Linked DNA regions of Mus musculus: regions 1 and 3 are each linked to region 2. Evidence: chromatin contacts called from public HiChIP or PLAC-seq and promoter capture Hi-C data. All regions are on one chromosome and are shown on one strand. Each heading gives the region's core, a stretch centred on a gene start, on an enhancer-like site or on the middle of the called end of the contact. The rest is flanking DNA. Distances are from core to core; before and after follow the strand shown.

Region 1 (2,700 bases), core at 68-2,567, 580 kb after region 2:
TTCTGAATCCGTGTTGGATCTTGTTCTCCTTTCCCACTGCTGCTACCCCTCAGGGGACACACAGACGCTTTCTGTCTGGCCTCTGCTCCCCTTTAGACCTATTCCACATTATCTTCAGAGTTCTTTTTCTGAAACATAATCCAATAAAGTTGTTGTCTTTCTTTTAAACTACCATGAGCTCTTCTGCAACTCTGAGTATTCTACCCAAGGCCCATCACCATCTCCGTTTAATTTAACCCACTCAGCTCCCCACCATGACTCTACGATTATTTTTCTATTTCCAGCATGCTATGCCATTTCAAACATTTCAGCATTCATACAAACCATTCCCTATGATGGTGCTGTTCCTTCCAACCTTAACACTCGGAAAATTCAGATTTTTCATAAATTCCCAATTCTACTGTCTCCTTTTCTTTGCAGAAATAGTTGTTTCATGCTCTGTGTTTCTCCATGTGTTTTGTTTGCTTAGTTAAAAGGCACTAGCACAGTGTATGTCCTCAGGTCTGAGGTGGCATCTTAGGATTTACAATTTTCTCTCTGATGACTAGTACACTCAGGTGCGTAATAAGCGTCTATGAACTCAATGAATAAGCCCAGAGATTAATGTGTTACAAAAGCAAAGAAGCAGACATTCCAGTATGACTCAATATAATCATAAACTAAAACAATTTATTTTTTAAAATATAAGCTTCATGGTGGGGAATATTAGCCAGACCAAATAATATAATCATTATGTATGGCCTTGGCTAAGATGATCAAAATTGACCTTTCAGTGCTGTAAACTTGTCTCTTGGTAAAAGCACACAGTGCCTGATAAATAATAAACACTGTATATGTGTTTGACATTGTCGGTGTTAGAGGCTTATACATGGGTCCACAGTCCATCTGCATAGATACAAATGGAATCCTAATTCTAAGTTACTAGCCTATAATAACTTACCTTAACATTAAGAAATGAATGCTCGCATACCCAAGTTTGCTAATGCACACAGAAATATTCTGCTTTAAACACATGGAACGAGCCAATGGCCTTTGGCCCCAAACCATACATAGCACTGGAGGATGGTAGGCCGAAAGACTTTTGGCGATTTCTTCTAGGTTTTTGTATAGACTAACATCAAGCCAATTTATCTGACCTCCCTGATCCACCCAGCCCATCTAGTACCTTTAGCTATTTTTTTCTAGAAGCCTGAATGAGTCAGAACAAGAAAATGATTAATCAACTTGGAGAGCTTTGAAAGCTGGAACAGAGCCCTGCTGTGAGTAAAGCCTCGGAGCTGTGGGACTGTAGCAGTTGGAAAGTTAGGGGATTTCCATGGTTGGAAACATTTGGCCGGCTCGCCGTGCTCCTCTGACCTTGCAATAAGACAGAGCAGGCCTAGCCGGGTGATTTACCTCTGACAATATCCCATGTCTGCTGCCTTTGGCTATGTGCTCTGACTTGACAAAATCAAAGTAATTCCCCCTGAGCCTTATGATTTTGGATCTGGCTCAGAAAATCCCCTCTGCTTTTTTTCTCTCAGTGGATAGTATTCTCAGTCCCTGGCTTCACTTTTAACTGTGAGGTTGAAATTAGACGTACACACACTGTGCTTGGCCATCAGTCGGGGTGTGTGTACGTGTGTGTGTTTGTGTGGGGCGGTTCTCTTCTTCTGTCAGGACAGGTTGGTTTCACAACTCAGGAAATACAGCACCATCTTGCTTTTCTTCTCTTTTCCTTCCCTTCCCTTCCCTTCCCTTACCTTCCCTTCCCTTCCCTTCCCTTCCCTTCCCTTCCCTTCCCTTCCCTTCCCTTCTTCCCTTCCCTTCCCTTCCCTTCCCTTCCCTTCCCTTCCCTTCCCTTCCCTTCCCTTCCCTTCCCTTCCCTTCCCTTCCCTTTCCTCCCTCCCTCTCTTCCTCCCTCCCTTTCCCTTCTCTCTTTTTGCCAGTTGTTACATAGCAGGCACAACTTAAAATCACTTTTCCAGTTGAAGTTTTGAATTATTTTCTGGTTCCCTGCTACATCTATTCAAATTCTCCCAAATGTTTTACTGGGGCCTTAATTTCTGTTTTACGATTTTGGTTTTTTTTGAAGATACTATTCTGGTATCATTAACTTTTAGATGCTTAATGTGCTGCAGATAGTGTGTCTGAGCAGGGCAAGTGTGCTTTCCGGTTTCTCTCTTACCTGCAATGCTACACTGGGGTAGGGCCTAGTGGCTTTCTCATGTGTGTGTCTTCAATACTCACATCTCATCTCAGCCTCCATTTCACTGCCTCTCCACATTATCTCCTTTCTTTTGTTTAAACAGATGAATCGCTGGGGTTTTTATTTCCAGATCTTTCTGCCCTATCAAGGCATCGATGATGTTTACTGTGAGTGTGCTATCAATAGTGTGTCAGTAAGATGTTCTAGACTTGATTATTTCTTGGTCTTGTGTGTCTGTTTCTCTCTTTAATGTCATTCATTTCTCTTATACAACTTCTTAGGCTCTCATCCACTAACACAACAACAATAACCCCAAAAGATTTAGGCAAAAATTTCTGCTTAATTCTCTTACTTATCAGAAAAGATTCAGGTTCTTTCCCCAAAGCAGCAAACACTGTCATGTATCTCACATAGTCACATAAACACACACATGCCACCGTTCACTGCAAGGGCTCTTAGCCATTGATTTATAGGTCACAAGGACCTTGTTGAGCAATGGCAGCTGCTGATTT
Region 2 (2,700 bases), core at 158-2,657:
GATAACAGAAGATCTTTTTGTTCATCAACCAAATTTGGGTTTTTCAGCCTTTTCTCTTACACCAGGTCACCTGTCCTAGGGTCTCAGAGTTCAAATCTACCTTCTCACAGGCTCATAGGCATTGTCCCTTATACCTAAACTGTCTCCTTTCTACCTTGTGGTCCCGAAAGAGCTTTGAAATCAAAGTGTACGGTTGGCATATGTATAAGGAAGCAACTCAACTTCAGAACCACTCAAGTGGGCCAGGCATGGTAGCGAATGCCTTTACACCCAGCACAGAGGCAGAAGCAGGCAGAGCTCTGTGAATTTGGGGCCAGCCAGGTCTACAAGAGTTGAGTTCCAGGAAAGCCAGGGCTATATGATAAGACACTATCTCAAAAAAAAAAAAAACAAAACAAAACAAAAAAAAAACCCAACCAAACAAAATAACCAAATTCACTTCATTGAAGTGGATTTGGAGCACAGGGTCCCTGCTGCTGTTGAATACAGAGCATCTTTTCCAGCCTCCAGAGGCCGAGTCTCATGGGGCTAGGCCTTGTGGCTAGTTACCTTTCCATCCCTTGTTCTTCTCTATGCTGAGGACAATCTCTGGTCTGTCGTGGCCCAGTGCTTGGTGCACGGTGTGATCTTAGTTGAGTCATCAGTATTTGCTCTGGGTTTCCTAGGCTTGGCACCAGTGCTGGTTTATGCCTTACATCTTATCCTCTGTGCACTGCCACAACATTGGCTTTTCTCTAAAGGGCTTTGAGCCAGGAGTCCTGACTGAGAGACTTCACTATCAGCCAGCACTTTCTCCTCAGGCTTTCAGACTTGAAGACTCACATCTTCAAAATCCCATCAAATCCAGCTCAAAATCCCAAGTCCTGTGACTCCTGGAATTCCAGGCTGGGCATGAGTTTCTTCGTTTTTCCCCCTGGCCTGAGATTTTGGATGCCTCAGTTACTTGATTCATTTCTTCCCAGCATGCGTGATGAAAATCAACCCTTGTCCAGGGCTGGCAAAGAGGTGCTGATGCAGAAGCCAGTGGAGGGAGGGGGGATGTGACTTGGAGCCTCAGGGGCTTCTTTCCAACCGCATAGGATAGCAGGGTGGAAGGGGTTGTTGGCACAGGTGTGTCTAGGTACCCCTGCTGCTGGGGCAGGCTGGTCATGACTTTCTCTATCTCGTTTCCAGGCAGAAACAGCAGCCAATCGCATCTGCAAAGTGTTGGCGGTCAATCAAGAGAACGAGCAGCTTATGGAAGACTATGAGAAGCTGGCCAGTGATGTGGGTACCCCTCTGTTCTACCTTGGCCCCAGCTAGGCCATGTATGACACCCTGAGAGAGTGAAGCTCCCAGGATCTGTACCTGTATTGTCATTCTGTGGGCACAGTCCCAGGCTGGTGTAGTGCATGATCCAATCACAGTTAACACAGGGCAGCTTGGTTCTGGGCCTCTGGGAGAGCAGAAGTGAAAACAGGAAAGATGGTCTCTGGGCTACAGTGGGCCTGGGAAATGCCTTCGCCTCTCTGGCTCTTGCTTTTTCTTTCACTTACTGAATGGGAGTTGAGACCTGGGATCTTAGAAGCATTTGCAGTCTGGTAAACTGCCCCTTGGGAAGTTTTGCCTGAACTACATAGTACAGGGCTATGCCAAGTACTTAGAAGACATGTGCCTGAGAGGGCTCAGTACTGTCTCAGGCTTGGTACTTAGCAGTACTTAGTACTTAGTAGTCAGGCCAGCAGGGGACAGGATGGGAAGCAGTCGATCAGCTGACCAGCTACCATTTGGGCTAAGGTGCTTCTTCCGTGACAGAATCCAGCCCTTTGACCTGCTCCCCTGGCCTTTCGGTGGCTTTGCCCTCCAGCTGAGTGAGAGCCAGTTGCCCTGGCTTTAATCCCTGCTTCACTGCTTCAGCCAGTCACCACAGCAGGCTGCGTGACCTGGCAGAGCCTTGGGCGCCTCCTCCATAGTGTGGGGGTGATAGTAGCACTTGACTATGTAGTATTCCTGTGAGTCACTTTGTGGGTCATGCCTGGCATCATGCAGGTGTTCGTATGCTTCCTGTCATCCATCCTGGATCTTCTTCCTCTCCCTCACCATGGCTCCAGGCTAGAAATATAGGCTGTCCCAGAAGCCAGCCTCTTTCTTTTGGAGCCAGAGGTTCCCATTCTATTACACCCCTGCTTGGTGTAGATGAAGAAACTGAGGCCTGGCTAGACTTAAGCTCAGGTCTCCTTGCTCTTAGAGAATCCTGTGGTTCTTTGGTTCTTCCCGTATCAGGGCAGAGAAGATGAGGGGTGTGGGCTCTGAATTGACCATATCCTGGTCAACTTGGAGGAAGCACCCAGAAGCCTTGCTGCAAGCCATGGTGAGGTCTTTGTAGGTAATTGGAAGGGAGAGTGGAAGAAAGGCAAGCTGGCCTTTGCGCATCCTTACCCTGTGCCTTTCCTCTGTTTTGCCACTGTAGCTGTTGGAGTGGATCCGCCGCACCATCCCATGGCTGGAGAATCGGGTGCCTGAGAACACCATGCATGCCATGCAGCAGAAGCTGGAGGACTTCCGAGACTATAGACGCCTGCACAAGCCGCCCAAGGTGCAGGAGAAGTGCCAGCTGGAGATCAACTTTAACACGCTGCAGACCAAGCTGCGGCTCAGCAACCGGCCTGCCTTCATGCCCTCCGAGGGCAGGATGGTCTCGGTGAGTGCCAGGGGCAAGTC
Region 3 (2,700 bases), core at 42-2,541, 830 kb after region 2:
AGCTCCCAGATGAGCAGTTCACCCAATCACTCAAACCTCCTCGGACTCTGCTGGGTCCCAAACTACAACACAACTGTGACCCTTCCTCTCCAATTATTCATTTCTTTAAAGTTGTATGAGAGACCACTATTAAACACACTTGAAAATTCTGTATGAATTATAACCAGTAGGTCCAATTACTTTATTAGATTTTTCTTCTCTTTAATACATTGAAAGAAGGGAAAAGCAAACAGCCCTTATATAGAAAGTAAAGATCCAAACAGCTTTCCACCCAAATGATGGACAACACATTGCCCTCTTTCATTCAAGGGCCAGTCCATTTGAAGCTTTACTCTGCCTTCCCAGCTTGCATCTGCATTACAGAATTCATGCAGATACTAAAGGAAACCAGGCTGAGGGACAAAGAAGCAACCCTATCCACTGTCCGTATGCAATCTCACTCAGAGCAGCAACATTCTATACGCTCTTCTCACCTGCCCTATTCTAGCAGACCCCTACCCAAAACCTGGCACTGGAGCAACCACATCACATTTACCCTGTTTTAAATGACAACCTCCTGTGTGAGATCATAAAAAGGATAAAGTCAGCAGACACGACGGACACCACCATCACCTCCATCGCCCTCAACCCTCACACACAGCCTGAGATGGTCTCGGGGTCACTGTAGTTCTGGATGCATGAACTGAGGGAGGAGCAGAAGATCAATGAGAGACCCTAAAAAGTCTCATAAGGTGCAGTGGATTAGCAGGCAGGGCAGCCGTGAGCAGAACTCAGTTTGCCTATCTTGCCCCATACAAAATCAAGTCAAAACACTCCCCTTAAAGAACCAAATTTGCCAAAGACGTTTAGACTTCATGTCTAGCAGCACACGGACTGCATGGGAGGGTGTCGGGTAATTTATAGTCCACCAATCTACTCAGGCCACCAGTGAACCACACAGCTGAAAAAGTTCACCACGTCCAAAGTCAAACTCTGCGGGGATCAGAAGGGTACTCCTGAGGGGCTGCACTCGGACCTCATTATAACTCCGTGTTATTTTAATACTATTCCTTGGATTTTGCCCCACACACAATTCCCAAGTCACAGAAAGACCATGAACAGTGTCCAGATGTATAAAATGCAAAAATACTTTCCTCCTACATGTGGACTCCAAGATAAACACCACAAGAAGCACGTGTGACTCAACTTGGAGCTCGTTCCAAATTAAATACTGCATCATGTGCACAGTGTATGGCTTAAAAAACAAAACCCCACGAATATCCTCCACGGTTCACAAGCCAGGCTTGGGCAAGCACATGACCACACTGGAAGATGGAAACATGAATTGGAGAGCCGGGGTAAAGGGTGAGAACAGCCTCAGTCGGGACCTTTCCCAGAAAACTGTTGCTATTTTCAGGGAACATTGGTATAACATGGGACACAGATGAAAGGGGAAATCATAGTTTTCTGTTTGGTTGGGGGTTTATCCCACATACACACACTGATGACCCTGAATTCTAAAACGGCAAAGAGTTTAAAAGCCCTAAGTAAGCAAGCACAAACATCATTAAATACAGATATGCATGCACTGACTGAGGTAATGAATACTTAAATGTCGGGGGCCAGACCAGCTAGAACGCTTTTGACCTGGACAATGGGTCTGAGTGGAGTAATGGAAACCTGGGGCAGACACGGGACACAGACCGTGGGAAAGGTCTCTACCTCACTGGTGTTGTGTTTCCCAGATGACAACTCTCTCTTTCTTAATCTATCTCTTTCCACTCCTCACACTTACGGTTTTATTAACATGTTTCCTTCATTTGACTGTAACTTGGCTTCAAGAAAGTTACAGTAAAAAAGTGAATGGCTGAATAAAGTGGGAATGTAAGAGATGATAGTTTGGCTAAGCCAGCATCTCCAGTGCTTTCTCCTGCAACTTAACATAAGCAAAAGTTCTAAAACGATTCAAGTTGGAATATATTTAACCAGCAAAACACCATGACTTTAAAAAATAAAAATAAAACATTTGATAAATGCAAAAGAATACACACACACACACACACACACACACACACACACTGTGTAGGTTACAAGGCATGGCTATGAAATGCGTGCCTATGAACCTGCCAACTACTCTTTTAATTAGCACTTTTTCTGTCTAGAAAGCTATTAATGTAACTCAGTGGCATGCCAGGACCCTAGAGATAATTCCCAGCAATAAGAAAGGAAGATGGGGGGTGGGTGGAATATCTCTAATCTGATAATTTGCTGTGGACTAAAATTTTACATCTCTCCCAAAATTCTCTGTTGAAACCCTAATCTACAGAGTGATGGTATCTGTCTATGAAGCTTTGACAGTGCCTGGCTAGATTAGGTCTTGAAGGTGTAAATAACCATGCTGGAGACAGACACACCAAAGCACAATCACCAAGAAGTGACCTTCACCAAGCAAACAACACTGTCAGACGCTGGTCTCACACATTCAGTGACTAGAACATGCTGACGTGAATGTTGCTGCTTTCTACACAGCTGCTGCACTCCAGTAGCCCCAGAAGACGAGACACAACGGGGGCAGTAGAAGCCATCTTCCCACCAGGCAGCTGCCCGGTTGTCATCAGTATTCTGAATTTATGCCTTTTTATTAAAAAATTTCACTTTTGCCATTTAAAAAAATTTTTTGGTTTTATCCACAGCTACTGAGATTTCTTTTAAGGAATTTAG

The links. HiChIP or PLAC-seq counts read pairs in DNA pulled down with a chosen protein or histone mark. Capture Hi-C pulls out chosen DNA fragments and counts their contacts.
Region 1: a contact with region 2 is called in a promoter capture Hi-C map of liver. The contact joins two enhancer-like sites.
Region 3: a contact with region 2 is called in an H3K27ac HiChIP or PLAC-seq map of hepatocytes, with 9 times the contacts expected there. The contact joins two enhancer-like sites. A contact is called at or near these places in 1 of 39 promoter capture datasets (the C10 cell line), 1 of 15 datasets of contacts at CTCF or cohesin (large pre-B cells), 7 of 484 Hi-C or Micro-C datasets (B cells, the G1E-ER4 cell line, bone marrow-derived macrophages and 3 more), 2 of 115 datasets of contacts at active chromatin or transcription factors (hepatocytes and microglia) and 1 of 9 other capture datasets (adipose tissue).

The regions. Positions count from the first base shown.
Region 1 is chr12:79,599,093-79,601,792 of GRCm38.p6, reverse strand. The region is part of intron 7 of Rad51b (RAD51 paralog B); the gene reads right to left. Among named protein-coding and RNA genes, the nearest start is that of Gm36048, 200 kb to the left of the region's middle. Within about 2 kb of position 1,317, at least 157 of the 459 cell types and tissues checked have an H3K27ac peak or open chromatin away from gene starts, as enhancers often do. A contact at or near this core is called in liver, where this site is marked.
Region 2 is chr12:80,183,373-80,186,072 of GRCm38.p6, reverse strand. Actn1 (actinin, alpha 1) reads left to right here. Exons shown (of 21, transcript NM_134156.3): 9 at 1,174-1,266; 10 at 2,450-2,680. Among named protein-coding and RNA genes, the nearest start is that of 2310015A10Rik, 52 kb to the right of the region's middle. Within about 2 kb of position 1,407, at least 9 of the 459 cell types and tissues checked have an H3K27ac peak or open chromatin away from gene starts, as enhancers often do. A contact at or near this core is called in hepatocytes and liver, where this site is marked.
Region 3 is chr12:79,353,347-79,356,046 of GRCm38.p6, reverse strand. The region is part of intron 7 of Rad51b (RAD51 paralog B); the gene reads right to left. Among named protein-coding and RNA genes, the nearest start is that of Rad51b, 57 kb to the right of the region's middle. Within about 2 kb of position 1,291, at least 56 of the 459 cell types and tissues checked have an H3K27ac peak or open chromatin away from gene starts, as enhancers often do. A contact at or near this core is called in hepatocytes and liver, where this site is marked.